Regions from separate parts of the Mus musculus genome. Here region 2 is linked to region 1. The links are chromatin contacts, called in public promoter capture Hi-C maps. All regions are on one chromosome and are shown on one strand. Each heading gives the region's core, a stretch centred on a gene start, on an enhancer-like site or on the middle of the called end of the contact. The rest is flanking DNA. Distances are from core to core; before and after follow the strand shown. Region 1 overlaps Lrp1 (low density lipoprotein receptor-related protein 1). Region 2 holds the start of Sdr9c7 (4short chain dehydrogenase/reductase family 9C, member 7).

Region 1 (7,948 bases), core at 2,251-4,750:
GCTCTACTGGTGTGATGCTCGGATGGACAAGATCGAGCGCATCGACCTGGAAACGGGCGAGAACCGGGAGGTGGTCCTGTCCAGCAATAACATGGATATGTTCTCCGTGTCCGTGTTTGAGGACTTCATCTACTGGAGTGACAGGTGAGGGGGGCTGGGTCCTGCTTCTCCCATGGGTTTCTCCTTTCTGGCTTTTTAGTGACATACCCTACACACGGCTTTCCCTTCTCCAGAACTCACGCCAATGGCTCCATCAAGCGCGGCTGCAAAGACAATGCTACAGACTCCGTGCCTCTGAGGACAGGCATTGGTGTTCAGCTTAAAGACATCAAGGTCTTCAACAGGGACAGGCAGAAGGGTAAGGCTGGGCTCTGGGCCAGGCCAGAAAGGTGAACAAGGACAGCTGAACCTTGGAGGAAGAGGGACAAGGCAGGAAATCAGTCAGAGCCTCCAGGGCACTTTCCAGTGATTCACAAGAGCTGGGGGCAGGGAGTTAGGACTGAGCGGGATAGATCAAGATATTAGATACCATAGCTAAGCAGGGATCAGCTGAAATTTCCAACTGATCCGAGGACAGAGAGACCAAAGAGCCTCTCTTTATGCTATACACCATACTACCTTCTGATGCTCTACCTTCCGATGTTCTACCCTCCGATGCTCTCTGCCCCCAGGTACCAATGTGTGCGCGGTAGCCAACGGCGGGTGCCAGCAGCTCTGCTTGTATCGGGGTGGCGGACAGCGAGCCTGTGCCTGTGCCCACGGGATGCTGGCAGAAGACGGGGCCTCATGCCGAGAGTACGCTGGCTACCTGCTCTACTCAGAGCGGACCATCCTCAAGAGCATCCACCTGTCGGATGAGCGTAACCTCAACGCACCGGTGCAGCCCTTTGAAGACCCCGAGCACATGAAAAATGTCATCGCCCTGGCCTTTGACTACCGAGCAGGCACCTCCCCGGGGACCCCTAACCGCATCTTCTTCAGTGACATCCACTTTGGGAACATCCAGCAGATCAATGACGATGGCTCGGGCAGGACCACCATCGTGGAAAGTAAGCCAAGCCCGAGTCCTCCCAATAAACAGTGGGGCGATGGGGGACTGTCAGTGTGTGGACACACAGGCACCAACCAAACCCACATGCTGGGTGGGCCCCAAGGCAGGGTTTCCCATATCAGAAATACATTATAATTCATAACAACAGCAGCAAAATTACAGTTAGGAAGTAGCAACGGGAAAAATGTACAGTTAGGGTCACCACAGCGCGAGGAACTAACTGTATTAGAGGATTGAGGCACCAGGAAGGTTGAGGACCACTGACCTACGGGGCTGGCAGGATCCACTGCCATTGTGGTAACCTGCACATTGTCCTTTACATGGAGCCAGAAGGAGGCCTCTTCCTTCCTTGCACTGATTTCATTCCACACCAAGATATGCAAGCACAGGCAGCAGACACGGGCCCAGGTGCAACTCTCCCTGAGTGGGAGTCAGCAGATCCAGCGAGCTTCTTACCCTGAACTCAGGAGTCAGGGTCTCAGGGGTGTGCACATGAAAGCTGAGCCTGGCAGCCAGTGGCCCTGCCAGAGCTGTGAAAGCCACAGAGCTGTCACCAGAAAGAGTCTCAGCACTCAGCACTGCCTTTTACCACTTCAGGTTTTCCCTTTGCTGCTGCTGTTGCTGCTGCCGCTGCTGCCGCTTCCTCCTCCTCCTCCTCCTCCTCCTCCTCCCTCCTTCCTTCCTCCTCCTCTTCCTCCTTCTCCTCCTCCTCCTCCACCTCCTCCCTCCTTCCTTCTTCCTCCTCCTCCCTCCTTCCTTCCTCCTCCTCTTCTTCTTCTCCTCTTTCTTCTCCTTCTCCTCCTTGTTCTTCTTCTCCTCCTCCTCCTTTCTCCCTCTTGTTTTTCTTCTCCTCTTCCTCCTTCTCCTCCTCCTCCTCCACCTCCTCCCTCCTTCCTTCTTCCTCCTCCTCCCTCCTTCCTTCCTCCTCCTCTTCTTCTTCTCCTCTTTCTTCTCCTTCTCCTCCTTGTTCTTCTTCTCCTCCTCCTCCTTTCTCCCTCTTGTTTTTCTTCTCCTCCTCCTCATCTTCCTCTTCCTCCTCCTCCTCCTCCTCTCTCCAGCCCCACTTCTTCCCGGAGCGGAAGGCTTAAGATTTATTTATTTTATGTATATGAGTACAATGTCACTCTCTTCAGACACACCAAAAGAGGGCATCAGGTCTCATTCTGGATGGCTATGAGCCACCATGTGATTTCTGGGGATTGAACTCAGGACCTCTGGATGAGCAGTCAGTGCTCTTAACCGCTGAGCCATCTCATCCCCACCCCCTTCTTCTTTACTTCTTTACTTCTTTTTTTTTTTTTAAGATTTATTTATTTATTATACATAAGTACACTGTAGCTGTCTTCAGACACTCCAGAAGAGGGTGTCAGATCTCATTACGGATGGTTGTGAGCCACCATGTAGTTGCTGGGAATTGAACTCAGGACCTTCAGAATAGCAGTCAGTTATCTTAACCTCTGAGCCATCTCTCCAGCCCCACTCCTTTACTTTTTTAAGAAACATTTTGTAGCCACACATAACCTTGATTTGAACTTCTGATCCTCCTGCCTGCACAGCACTGGGGTCATCTGGGATTATAGGTGTGCGCCACTACCATACCCTTTTTTTTTATGTTGTGGTAGGACTTGAACCCAGAGCTTTGTGCATGCTAGGTAGGTGAGCACTGTGTTACCCAAGGTCTATTCCCATTCCTCCTTTGTTCCTCTCTTCATCCAGGAGGTCCATTCAGACCAGCCAGGTGCTGACTAGGTACTGCATAGAAAAGAATAGACCTGTCCCTCTGTCCTTCTGTCTCCTGGCACACTTTCTCTACGACATCCTGTCTGTGTCTAAAAATGGAGCGTCTGAGGGCTGGTGGAGCTCGTGCTCAGCATGTGCAGGACGTTGGGCCCAGCCCCAGCACCTAAACTGGATACTCTCAATCTCAGCTCCATCAGGAGAGACTGGGAGCCAGCCCCTCCTATCACGCTCTCTGTTGTCCGTCCTACAGTGTGCTCCGCCTCTGGCAGTCACATAGACACGCCCCAGGGAGCCCCGGAGCCTCCGCTGGCTGCTGCTCACAGCACTGTTCAGCTCTGTCTTTTTAGTTACATCTGCTTTATAAAACATTCCAGCTCAGCCCAGCGTGATGGCGCACGCCTTCAATCCCAGCACTTGGGAGGCAGAGGCAGGTGTATTTCTAAGTTTGAGGCCAGCCTGGTCTACAGAGTGAGTTCAGGACAGCCAGGGCCACACAGAGAAACCCTGTCTCGACCACCCCATGCTCCCCCTCCCCCCAAAAAATTCCAGTTCAAGGCCTCTGCAAGCAGGAAGCTTTCCAGTCTGGCCCCAGAGGAATAGTAGAATTCAGTTAGCCGGAATCTCCCCCATACATGAATAAACAGAACTCCACTTCTGAAGAGTGTGACCACACATAGGCCGGGAGTGGGGGGTGGGCAAGAGAAGAGGAAGGAAGGTGCCACGGATCATGACGCAGGTGGTGTGACGTGGCTCTGTGAGGGGCCCTGGGGCCCTGGCAAGTCTGACCAAAGAGCCCTCGGAGGAACTCCCGGTTCCCACAATTCCAGGGGAGCCAGTCATGCCCTTAGCACCTACCAGGCTGCCCCTCTGCTTCTGCTGGTTGGCCCTTCTCAACCCACAGCTGTTCCTGTCTCTTCACAGATGTGGGCTCTGTGGAAGGCCTGGCCTATCACCGTGGCTGGGACACACTGTACTGGACAAGCTACACCACATCCACCATCACCCGCCACACCGTGGACCAGACTCGCCCAGGGGCCTTCGAGAGGGAGACAGTCATCACCATGTCCGGAGACGACCACCCGAGAGCCTTTGTGCTGGATGAGTGCCAGAAGTGAGCTGCTGGGCCTGGGGGGTGGGAGCTATGTCATACGGGAACAGAAAGGGGACAGGCAGGGCCCACCATTTCTGGCCTCAGTGAGATGCATCACCTCTCAGGGCGCTGCTTAATACAAGTGTCAGAAATGAAGGGAGGTTGAGGGCCGTGGGAGATGCCTCTGGCTTTGTGACTGGCATTCATCACACAGTACCGTGGGACTCAAAGCTTCAGCGAAGGCTCACTGACCTTGAGGATATGGGCTGGGCCTGTTCAAACCCCTTGCTGAGCAGAGGTCTTATTACAGTGACCAAGAGGCATTGTGAAGGCAGTTGTGAGCACAAGGCCCCAAAGTGAGAAAAGCAAGAAAAGGTCAAACAGGACAGCAACGGGACTGCCCACCATTTGGGCAAGGCTAGCCTGAGCAGGCAGGGAGTCTGGTCTACCTGTCCTGCCTACCCTGTCTTTCTTCATTTTGATGTGCAGGTTACTAGTGAGTCACACCCTCTGCATAGCAGTCCTGGCTCACGTCTGAGCGACCTGCCCTCCCCAGTTCAGCTGGAATCAGAATGCTTTCTATCAGCCTCACTAGGAAACTAAAGCAATGCCACAGCCTTGGTGACCTCACCTGTCTGGGCTGGTCCTGGGGCCTGTCCTTCCTGGGCCTAGAGCCTCTGGGGAGGGGCTGTCATGATATTTTTCTGCCATTCTAAAAGAGGCATCCTCGGTTTCAACCAAGTCCCTCCTGGCTGAGCCCAGGAAAGTGCTCTCTCTTTCTCTCTCTCTCTCTAGAGCCCCAGAGCCAGTGGCTTCAAAAAAACCCAAGTACACAGAGAATGGACTGGTTGGCAGAGGGTGGAGGATTTCATGACTGCCAAAGACCTGCCCTGTGGAAGTCTGGGAGAATGTCATCAGGGAGGCAGCTCAGGGGTGACTAGAGGGCTGAGATTGTCTTAGGTTAGGGGAGAGAGCTGGAAGGAGCCAGTATGTCAGGATAGTGGTTCAGCCAGCCAGCCATACTCCTCCTGATCCTCACTGAAGCATTAGTGTCCTTGGAAATCAGATAGTTGGACAGGTAGAACGTCCACTGTATTTCTAGTTGCTGACCCTCTGCCCCAAGGAAGCCTCCCCTCCCCCACCCCACCATCCCACAAAGCAGCTTTGCCAAACTCTTAACTCAGGGTACATCCCATGTAAGTCAATTTGGTGCTCCGCTGTGAGTGTGGTCTAGGCTGGACTTGAGAGTGTGGAAATCACTGTAAAGCCAGGCTGCACAAGCCAGGAAACAGCACTCGGGCCAGGCAAGGTGGTCCATGACTATAATCTCAGCACTGGGGAGGTGGATGTAGGAACGGTGGGAGTTGAGGTCATTAAGCTATGTAACTAGTTGAAGGGTAGCCTGGGATACAACAGGCCCTATCTGAAGAAGGGAGAGAGAGAGAGAGAAAGCATGCTACAGCTGCTGCCCCAGGACAGGCTGAATGGGTCGCCACCTCCATCCATAAAGAGTCCTGTGTGTGGTGTGATGCATTGGGGAAGCAGAGCAGGCAGATCTCTTGAGTTCAGGGGTAGCCTGGTCTACTGAGACAGTGCCAAGACAGTCAGAGCTACAGGAAACTCGGTCTCATAAACAACAACAGGCCGATCCTGTCCCTGAGGAATGGGTCTCCAGGGCCTCAAAGAGGGAGGCAAGCGTTACGCTGTGGTTGAGCTGGAATGTAGCTCATCTGGCAGACGGTTAGCCTGGCACACGTATGGCAGCATGTTCCCGTAATCCTAGCACTTGGAAAGTGGAGGCAGGAGGATCAGGAGGTAAAGAACCTCAAGCCCAGGCTGGTGATCCTAGAGAGAGAAGAGAACGAAGGGGGTAAACAGACAAGTTACAAGTTCAAGTTCAAACAGACAAGTTACAAGTTCATCAGTGAGGTCAGAGAAGGGAGGGGCTGAGGCACGGTGGCCAGGTCTATTCTGAAACTGTTTCTGTTTTCTTTGCTGCATCTCAAAGGAACATGTGCAAAGGGTTCACCACCCCAGGTCAAGTGAATGAATCAAGCTGTCCAAGGGCGACCCTGCTGCCGCTGTGCTGTGCTTGATCCTCCCCACCCCACACCCAGGCCCTTAGCACCACTCCACAAACAGTGGGGCATGGCTTGGCCTTAAGTTCACATGTCCTTATGTTGTGAAGAAAACTTTTTTTGTTTTTTTTTTTTAAGATTGATTTATTATGTATACAGTGTTCTGCCTGCATGTATGCATGCAGGCCAGAAGAGGGCACCAGATCTCATTGTAGATGGCTATGAGACACCATGTGGTTGCTGGGAATTGAACTCAGGGCCCTTGGAAGAGCAGCCAATGCTCTTAACCTCTGAGTCATCTCTTCAGCCCCAGAAAACTATTTTTGAGGGTACAATCCATATGTGCCCAAGGAAATAGTCAATACTTAGCAAGAGTTTCCTGGGTAGTTTGTTAAAGAGCCAGCTTTGATACAGAGAAAGCAGTTAGCAGTAAATACATGGAAAACTCTCATTGAGATGAATACACAGTACTTAGTTTTTACAACCTCTGCAGCAATATTATCCCCCACTAAATAATAGAAAAATAGGTCAGTCAGAGTGGTCGGGCAAGTTGCCTAAAGTAGGCAACCTACTACTCCCCCCCCCCCCCCCCCCCAGCCTACCTGGCTGGAAAGTGGTGGAGCCAGGACTTGGGGCTGGGAGCTGACTCGCTTGGCCACACAGCCTCCAGTCTCAGCAAATGCAGATGGTCCCTTCCCATACTGCAGTACGTGACTGTGGGCACACACAGTCAGATCTAGCCACATAGTGCAGTAACTCAGTGCCTTGGCTGGGCTAGTCTCAGGCACCGAGGCTATGTTGGCTTTCGTGGCTCTCGGGTTGTGAGGCTCATCCTGGGTTCTAGTTGACTCCTTAGGTTCCTGATCCCTTTGCCCGTTTCCCATCAGCCTGATGTTCTGGACCAATTGGAACGAGCTCCATCCAAGCATCATGCGGGCAGCCCTATCCGGAGCCAACGTCCTGACCCTCATTGAGAAGGACATCCGCACGCCCAATGGGTTGGCCATCGACCACCGGGCGGAGAAGCTGTACTTCTCGGATGCCACCTTGGACAAGATCGAGCGCTGCGAGTACGACGGCTCCCACCGCTATGTGAGTGTAGGGGTGGGTGGGTGGGTGGGTGGGTGGGGATGTGGAGGGAACCAAGTCAGGGCAGAGCACCAGACAGGGAGACCCAGGACACGGTGAGAGGTCCCATTCGAGTCCTTAACTGTGGGTAGCCTTTGCCCTGCGTGGTTCTGACAACACTTAGAAAAGAGAGAAGACGAAGCCAGATCCTTCCCAGACGGTCTGTGACTTCCCACGGCCCTCTTGCCTCCCCTCACTGTGCTGTTAAGACCGATGAGGGGCTCGAATGCAGAGACGCTGGTGCTTCTGTCTCATCAGGTGATCCTAAAGTCGGAGCCCGTCCACCCCTTTGGGTTGGCGGTGTACGGAGAGCACATTTTCTGGACTGACTGGGTGCGGCGGGCTGTGCAGCGAGCCAACAAGTATGTGGGCAGCGACATGAAGCTGCTTCGGGTGGACATTCCCCAGCAACCCATGGGCATCATCGCCGTGGCCAACGACACCAACAGCTGTGAGTGGGGCTACCACCCGCAGTGCTCTCCTGATCTCTGCCTGCACACATGTGCACACGACAGTCTTGTCTCTCCTGTTCCCTGTGACTGCACACATGTGCACATGACAGTCTTGTCTCTCCTGATCTCTGTGACTGCATAATACATATATGATAGTCTTGTCTCTCCCAGGATTTCTTCTGTACAGACAAATACCTTTACATACCTTTGGCACCCAGAAACTCCTAAGGCCCCAACATTTCTCAAACCCAACTCCCTCAAGACACCTGTGTACATACATGGACTTGATATACTCAGGTCCATCTCATGCAAAACTGCATGCGCTCACGCACACGCACACACACATGCACACATGCACATGCATTCGTACTGTTCATGACCCTAGGCTCGTCCCCATCCCAGGAGATCC
Region 2 (7,948 bases), core at 3,359-5,858, 330 kb before region 1:
CCTCCTTCTCTTTCTTCCACCTTTCTCCCTCCTCCCCCCTCTCTCTCCCTCCTTTTTCTCTCCCTCTCTCCTTCCTTCTCTCTCTCTCTCCTTCTTTCTCTCTCTTTCCTTTTCTTTCTCCCTCCTCCCCTCTCTCCTTCCTTCTCCCTCTCCTTCCCTCCCCTCTCAGGTCCCTCTCTTTCTCCTTCCCTCCTTCTCTCTCTCTCCTTTCCCTCTCCCCCTCTTTCCTCCCTCCCTCTCCCTCCCCTCTCAGGTCCCTCTCTTTCTCCTTCCCTCCTTCTCTCTCTCTCTCCTTCCCCTCTCCCCCTCTTTCCTCCCTCCCTCTCCCTCTCTCCCTCTTTCTCTCTCCTTCCCTCCCTCTCTCTTCTCCCCCTTCATCTCTCTCCCCTTCTCTCTCCTTCCCCCTTCCCCTCTCTCTTTCCCCTACCCCTTCCTCTCCCTCCCTTCCTCTATCCCTCCCTCCCTACCCACTCCTTTCTCTCCCTTACAGGCCTATCAGGGTTTTCCTCACTCTGGGTCCACCCAAGGGAAGACCCACCTGGTGTTTTCTATCCTCACCCCACGCAGTTTCCTCCTTACTTCTTCTCTTGGTCCTTGGAGAAGATACCAGCTGCTGTTGGAGCTTCTTCCCCCAGAACTACCCTGACCATATGCTGTTATTCTCTGGATTCCATTGCTGTGGTAAAGCCCCAAGATCCCCACCTGACTTAGAACCAGGACCCAGTCACCTGATGCTATCAGAGAAGGCTTCAACACCAAACTTGGAGACACAGTAACCACCGCCGAATATAGCCACACGGCCACCAGAGCTGGACATGTTGACCACCCTGCCCCGGGCTTTCTTGATCATCGGCAGCATGTTCAGAGTGACATCAATCAGCCCCACCAGGTTTATGTTGATCACTTTCACAAAGTCTTTTATGGTCAGCCATTCGTTGGGACCACTGGGCAGGCCCACGCCAGCGTTGTTCACCAGGGCCCAGAGGCCTAGGGGAAGAGAGAGAGGTAGACAGAATCACATAGGAGTCAGCAAAATCCCTGAGAAAGCTCCAGGGGCCACTACCCAACAGCTCAGCCCACGGAAGCCTGGGCAGGTGAACAGCACACAAGGTCAGTGAGCAGATATGCTCAAGGGTGCTGTGGCTTGGGACAGCCACGGGAGCTATGGCAAACTGAAGGTCAAAGTGCTCCCCGTTCCTGATTCTTATGATCTGCCAACTATACTGGGTCCTGTGCCCTGTACCCAGGCTGTGCAAACAGAAGGCATGGGATACAGAGTAAGAGACACAGCACTTTTATACAAACGGGTGAATGCTTGAATTCTCCTAAGTAGAAAAACTTTCCAGTTCACTATTACCAAATCAGTCCATCTGTGCATTCATCTAGCAAACTTCATTCATTCATTCATTCATTCATTCTTTCACTCATGTGTCTGCCCTGGGCCAGTTACTAAGCAAAGGAGACACTAAATGAATAAGTTGGGCTCTTACACCTCCAAGAGCTCAGACACCAGAAAGAAAAGTGTGGTAAGAATATCTATAGATACATGCAAAAGAATATTTAATAAAACTACTTGTGGAAAGAGCTATCTCTTTAAATTAGGTAGATAGGATTGGAGAAAAACAGTGTGGTTACCCAGCTCTTGCAGAGCCTCAGGGTTGAAGAACTTCAGGTTCTGGGTCTAGATTTAATTCCAGCCTTGGATAGATGCCTTCTTTCCCTTGGTCTCAGGTCCCTCATCAAACAACACTAGCACAGTTATTCTCAGAAGCCTGCAGGGGAGGGGGCTGTGGGAGAAGAATTCCTTTTGCTTGTTTTATGTATTGAGCTTCTGAGTGAAATCCTACCAGGAGAGATCATGGTAAAGACTGGAAGCTTCTTCCTCCCTCGGATTCCATGAACCCATCCCCTGACCCCTCTGTTCCTTTCCCTGCTATACTCCCATTGATTAACACAGACCTTGCCACCGCACACCTTCTCCTAAGAGCAGATCAGGATGCATGCTTCAATTCTGACCTGTCTTTCCCCTAGCTCTGGGGTCCCTACCTAAGCCACTCCTCTCCCCATCTTATCCCTTCTTCAAGTGAGAGAGAGACTTCAGGGGGATAACAGGTTGATAGGGCTTAGAACCTTCCCAGCTAAGGGAACTCTCTTGCTTTACGGAAGAGAAAATGAGGCTCCTGAGACTCAGACCCTAACCCGTCAGTGGTCTGGGCTCCAGAGAGGGCCACATTCTGCCGGTGTCTCGGACAATGTACTGGGGAAGTGGAATGTATTATCTTTGTTTGTTTCCCTGTAAAGAATACCTAGATGATAGAGCTCCAGGGCTGTGCTTACAGGAGCTTCTCTATCCTGCCTCAGTTTCTCTGCTCTGAGATGCAGGTGTGCATCACCCCTAGTGCTTCTTACACAGAAGATGTTGCTGGGTGGCACACGCAGAATAATGGTCCTCCAAAGATTGTTACCTTCCCAGAACCTGGGAATTTGTTAGGTTATATGGGAAAGAGCTATAGGCAGATGGAAGGCAGCTAATCAACTGACCTTACACAGGGATACATTATCCTAGGTTCACTGGGTAAACCCACAAAACCACAGGATACCTAAGTGGAAACAGAATGCAGGAGCCGAAGAGCCAGAGAAATGAAAAGCCTTTAAGAGGACATGTCCCAGGCTTACTGGAAGAGGGAGTGAGCCACGAGCTAAGGATGATAGTGTGTTTCTCTGGCACCACCCTCGGAGACACGAGCTGTATGTGGTCCTCTCTAGAGTGTAGATCACTGATGCATCAGGACCTGAGGCTCGGGGAGCCTCATTTTCTCCTCTGTCGGAATGTAGGTAGCCTCTGAAGGTGGGAAACCTGGACGTGAGCTCTGCCCTAGAGTCCCCCAGATGAGCAAAGATCTGCTGGGACCTTGAGTCTCGAGAATCATTTTTGGATTTATTCCTTCAGGAATTATGAGGTAATAAATATGTGTTGTCTAACCTATTCATTTGCATGAATTTGTTGCAGCAGCTACAGGAGACCGCCCAGTGAGTAATGAACACAAGAGGCCGGATGGAGGAGGCTGTATTCAGGAAACAGGCTGGGACAGCAGTGTGGTGGAAGAGGCTCACCCCTGCCAAGTTATTCATTAGCTAATTCATTCAGAAAATATCTGCTAAGTACCTTCTTAGGTGCTAGGTTTCCTCCTCGGTCGGTACTCAGGACTTGGGGTGAGTAGAAGAGACACAAAGTCCACTCTTAGGAATCTTAACTCAGCAGAGAAGACATGATAAAGAAAGAGAGGGCCAGCAGGACAGCTCAGCAGAAAGTCCTGAGGCACAAGCCTGAAGACCTGCGTTCCATCCCCAGGGCTCACATGGTGGGAATTGAGAAATGACTTCCAAAAGTTATCCTCTGGCTCACTCATACGCACATTTTTCATACTGTCTTTTCTTTTTCTGTGACTCCAGATCCACAGAGCCAATGCTTTCTTCTGACCTCCTCATGCATGGTACACACACACACACACACACACACACACACACACACACACATCAATCATAACAATAACTTTTTTTAAAAAAAGTAAAATGTTAAAGAGAAAATCAGTGAAGAGCTAGAGTTGTTGGCCTGACCTGGGCAGAGGTCTGGCTTTGACTTTTTAGGAGCCATTACTTCTCCCAGTTTTTGTACTCATAAGTAAGCAATCTAGTGTCTACAGCCTGCATGCAAGTCCCCAGACATTCTTGGTATAGTCCCCAGCACAGGCTCCTTTCCCGGTGGGAACAAGCTCCTGCCAAAGGCAACAACATCTATGGGATATGTGTGTATGTGACGTACAGAAGAGACCTGCCTGTCACACCCATAGATTTCCACCTTTTGCATCTATATGATTATCCCTAGCCTGAGCTGGCCAAGAAATATGGAGCCAATAGTGGGACTCCTGAAGTCTCTAAAACACTTTAGAGGTTTGGGTATTCAGAACTTTCAAGTTGTTGCCTTAGATGGAGGAAATTTCCTCAGGGTGTTTCTTCGTCGTCAGCTGGCCAAACCAGATTCTACTGGACTAGAGCCTTCCAGCCTGTTCCTATTTCATCTTCCCATCCCCATTTGGACATCAGGGTCTCACACACACACACACACACACACACACACACACACACACACACACACAGAGAGAGAGAGAGAGAAGAATATCCAAGAATACACCCCACCTTGCTCGCCCACTTGGTCCCTCACCCACTGGGCTGCTTCCTTGACGTTCTCCGACTTGGTGACATCTAGGAGGAAGGTCTGCAGCTGGTGGGAGGTGTCCTGCAGGAGTTTCTGAGCCCCCTCCTCAGTGAGGCAGGCAGCAAGCACTTTCATGCCCCTATCAACCAGTTGTTTGGCCAACAGGTTCCCAAAGCCGGAGTCACAGCCAGTGATGAAGACATACTTCTCAGAGAGGTTTTTAACCAGATTGCAATTTTTGAACCAGCGGTACATAAAAGCAAAGTCTGTGAGGGCCGCCATGGGAGCTGATGTCTGAGGATGGACCCAGGAGATGGTAGGATAGGCTGATCCTCAGAGCCCAGCAGGCAGCCCACAGGAACCCACAGGAAAGGAGAGCTTCTGAGACTTGCAACAGATACGGGCATCTGGGTGAGCCACTCTGTAATTTTATAGGTGGCTGCATTGCCACAGCAATTAGCTCAGATGCAAGAAATTCAAGTCCAACCTGCAGTGTGTCACTCTGACAAAGCCACTGCCCTGGCCTCTCCATCTCTCCTCTAGACCTTTCAGGAGAGGGATCCAAAAATGGGGATATTCATAGTCATGGGAACTCAAGTGCATTCTGGGAAGGGGCACGGGAGGCAAAGAAGGGCTTAGATCTGATCTGAGCTCTCTTTAAGAAAATCCTATCCCAGTTTTACCTTCTGCCTAGGGATCAAAAACCCTCTTCCGTGCATTTAAGCTTGTCAACAAATTTAATTTTTATTACCTGAAAAAAAAAAGATGAAATCATTAATACAAAGCGAACAAAAGCTGAATTTCGAGGACTGAATTCCAGTAGGAATGAATACCAGCTCATCAGCCCTTAGAGAGCTTTAATTAATGTATTTTCTTTAGTTTAGTTGTTGAGACAGTATCCCTAACAGCCCTGGCTGGCTTGGCCTGAACTTGCCAAGGTGACTTAAAATGGGTGACAGTCCTCTGCCTCTACCAGGCACTGGGATTTCAGGCAGGTGCCACCATGACCGACTTCTCTGGAGATGGTGAGTTTCCATCATGACAAATGATAAAAAATACAGGGTTTTTCCAGGCTGGGTGTGACTCCACAGTGCTGACTCCAGAGTCTCTCTAGAGGAGGCTGGAGGTATGAGTTTCAACTTCTAAAAAGTAGAGAGCCTCAAACAGCTGGGTGTGGTTCTGCACATTTGTTTCAGCAGTTGCGAGGTAGAAATGGGAGGATCTGGAGTTCAAAGGTCATCCTCTGCTACATATCTAGCTAGAGGCCAATCTGGGATACAAGAGATCCTGCCTCAAACAAACAAAACACCCAAAACCAACCGGAACCTTGGTGGTTGTTGGGCGGGTGATATTCAAGTTAGCAGCAAGAAATCTCCATATTGGAAACTAACCTAGTATTCCATCCATCCTATGGGCTGGTGACCTGGCCATTGTAGGAGCCCAGTCCTGAGGGCTCATCAGCTCCCTCAGGAAAGGGATCTTGGGGAAGGTTCCTTTCCTTGTATCCCCAGCACCAGGCATATTTTAGGTAGTTTGATGAGCTGGAGAGACTGAAGGCAAGAAATGCGACAGAGCAAGGGAGGGACTAACACAGCATGCGACACTGTGGCTAGCTGGATGTGCAAGAGGAGAGGGGAGAAGAAGTCAAAATGATTAGAAGGTATGGGGTCAAGGACAGATGGAACAGCAGACGACGGCAAGAGAAGCCAGGAACTAAGACACAGCATTGAGGGGAGTTAGGGAATGGATAGCTCTGATCTGAGGTTCTCTGAGACTGACAGGCAGCCAGACCAGATGACGTTGGACAATTAACTCATTGAAACTGTGGGAAGAGCTTGGGCAGAGTCCTGGGTCCAAGGGAGATGATTTGTAGGGAGAGTGAGGCCAAGGCTTGGAAAGTATCAGGGGCAGCAATTACAGAGAATGATTACAGAGAGTGAGTAGAGACCTTGCAGAAAGTCAGGGCAGATGCTGCTGAAGCAAACGGAAGAAGGAAATCAGTTGGTGTGAGTCTTGAGGGGGCCACACCCAGCATTGTGTAAATTGCAGGGATCTGGTAATGCTGGGAGCTTTCTTGGGTCGACATCCAGGGCCATCAGGATGAGAAAGGTCACTAGCTAACCTCGACTTGTTTAGAGGGTCTGATACAGAAATCGGGTGCAAAAGTTCTCTAAAGAGGGGGAGCAACAGGTGCGTCTTTGTGCCCTACTATTTACCAATGAAGGCAGGTATCACATCGGAGAAGTGACTATGGCCACATGGTACCCGAGAGACCTAAACACCCATGTTTTGTGGACACAAGCAAAGCCAGAAGGATGGATGGTGGTAATGATGAAGATGACAAGGGGGGGCTCTGGATAGAACTCTGGACAGAGATCTCTTTCTCTTCCCACTGTGTGCAGCTCAGTCACAAATGCCAGAGATCCCTTGGCCCCTAGGCTGACCCAGTCCCCGGCATCCTGAAAGGTCCCCACACTGCTCCCTTTTTGTAGAAGCCAGACTCCATTACAGCCAGCATGAATGCACTCCAAAGTGAGAGTTCTGTCCTGTGGTGTGCACGAGCAAAGGGAAGCATTATAGAGAGTTCAGAAGAAGAAACAAAATCGGGTCCACACGTAACGCAGGACCTGGGTCATGAGAAAGCCCCGGGAGCCAGAGAAGTACGGCCCCTGGGGCTGAAAACCACAGTGATGCCATTCGGTGGAACGGTTGAATATTGCTGCAGAGATTTGGCATTTTCCTGCCAAGGCACCAATACAACCTCTCTGTATGTCATACACATCCAACGGATCGTGCGCCTGCTCATGCCTCAGTTCTCTTCCTCAGCAGAAAAGGCACTTCAGCCCTCAGCTGGGCCCCAAACTGTTCCCATCTGCCCAGCTTCCCACCTCCCAGACTCATAAAGGCTTGTGGGTAAGAAAAGGAAGCTAGGGGTTGGTGAGATGGCTCAGCGGGTAAGAGCACTGACTGCTCTTCCGAAGGTCCTGAGTTCAAATCCCAGCAACCACATGGTATGTGGTACAGATAGCCATCTGTAATGAGATCTGATGCCCTCTTCTGGTGTGTCTGAAGTCAGCTACAGTGTACTTATGTACACTGTAATAACAAATAAATCTTTGGACTGGAGCAAGCTGGGTTGACCAGAGCGAGCAGAGGTCCTAAAAATTCAATTCCCAACAACCACATCTAGGCTCACAACTGTCTGTAAAGCTACAGTATACTCACATACATAAAATAAATAAATCTTAAGAAAAAGAAAAGGAAGCTAGAAGTTGTTTCTATTTGGTTATTATTATTATTAATTAGTTTTTCTATTGTGATTTTTTTTTTACCCCTAAACTTCTCAGATCTTTGAAGAATCTTGCCAGTAAAGATTGTTCCCTTTACTCAGAGACAAGACACAGACAGGAATGTGGGTAGTACCTCTGACTGCCCACTGCCCTGATCCCCGCACCCATTCCTTCACCCTTTAGAGACTGCAGCCATGCTCTATGGCTTGTTGATGTCCAGGGTCATGGTCTTCAGTATGTCTGAGGTCCTGTTCTTCTGCTGCTCAACTCCTTTCTCTATCAGATTAGATGTTCAGCCAGCACCCTCATGTAGTTGTCTGGCCAGCAGATTCCAGAGCTGGGTCCCAGCCCATGATGAAGGCTTGCTTGTTTAGGTATGGCTCACCAATACCTGCCTTTCCCTGTGTGAATTCCACAGGCCCACTATGGCCACCAGCTACAG

Evidence for each region. Promoter capture Hi-C pulls out the DNA fragments that hold promoters and counts their contacts.
Region 2: a promoter capture Hi-C map of the HPC-7 cell line shows a contact between it and region 1. The contact joins the promoter of Sdr9c7 here to the enhancer-like site in region 1. A contact is called at or near these places in 2 of 39 promoter capture datasets (the C10 cell line and the HPC-7 cell line), 1 of 15 datasets of contacts at CTCF or cohesin (large pre-B cells), 1 of 484 Hi-C or Micro-C datasets (the G1E-ER4 cell line), 1 of 115 datasets of contacts at active chromatin or transcription factors (pancreatic cancer cells) and 1 of 9 other capture datasets (liver).

The regions. Positions count from the first base shown.
Region 1 is chr10:127,559,558-127,567,505 of GRCm38.p6, reverse strand. Lrp1 (low density lipoprotein receptor-related protein 1) reads left to right here. Exons shown (of 89, transcript NM_008512.2): 39 at 1-144; 40 at 234-358; 41 at 672-1,049; 42 at 3,713-3,902; 43 at 6,847-7,051; 44 at 7,346-7,538. Among named protein-coding and RNA genes, the nearest start is that of Nxph4, 29 kb to the right of the region's middle. Within about 2 kb of position 3,500, at least 77 of the 459 cell types and tissues checked have an H3K27ac peak or open chromatin away from gene starts, as enhancers often do. A contact at or near this core is called in the HPC-7 cell line, where this site is marked.
Region 2 is chr10:127,895,195-127,903,142 of GRCm38.p6, reverse strand. It overlaps Sdr9c7 (4short chain dehydrogenase/reductase family 9C, member 7), which reads right to left and starts at 4,608. Exons shown (of 4, transcript NM_027301.3): 1 at 4,198-4,608; 2 at 729-987. The coding sequence starts at 4,498.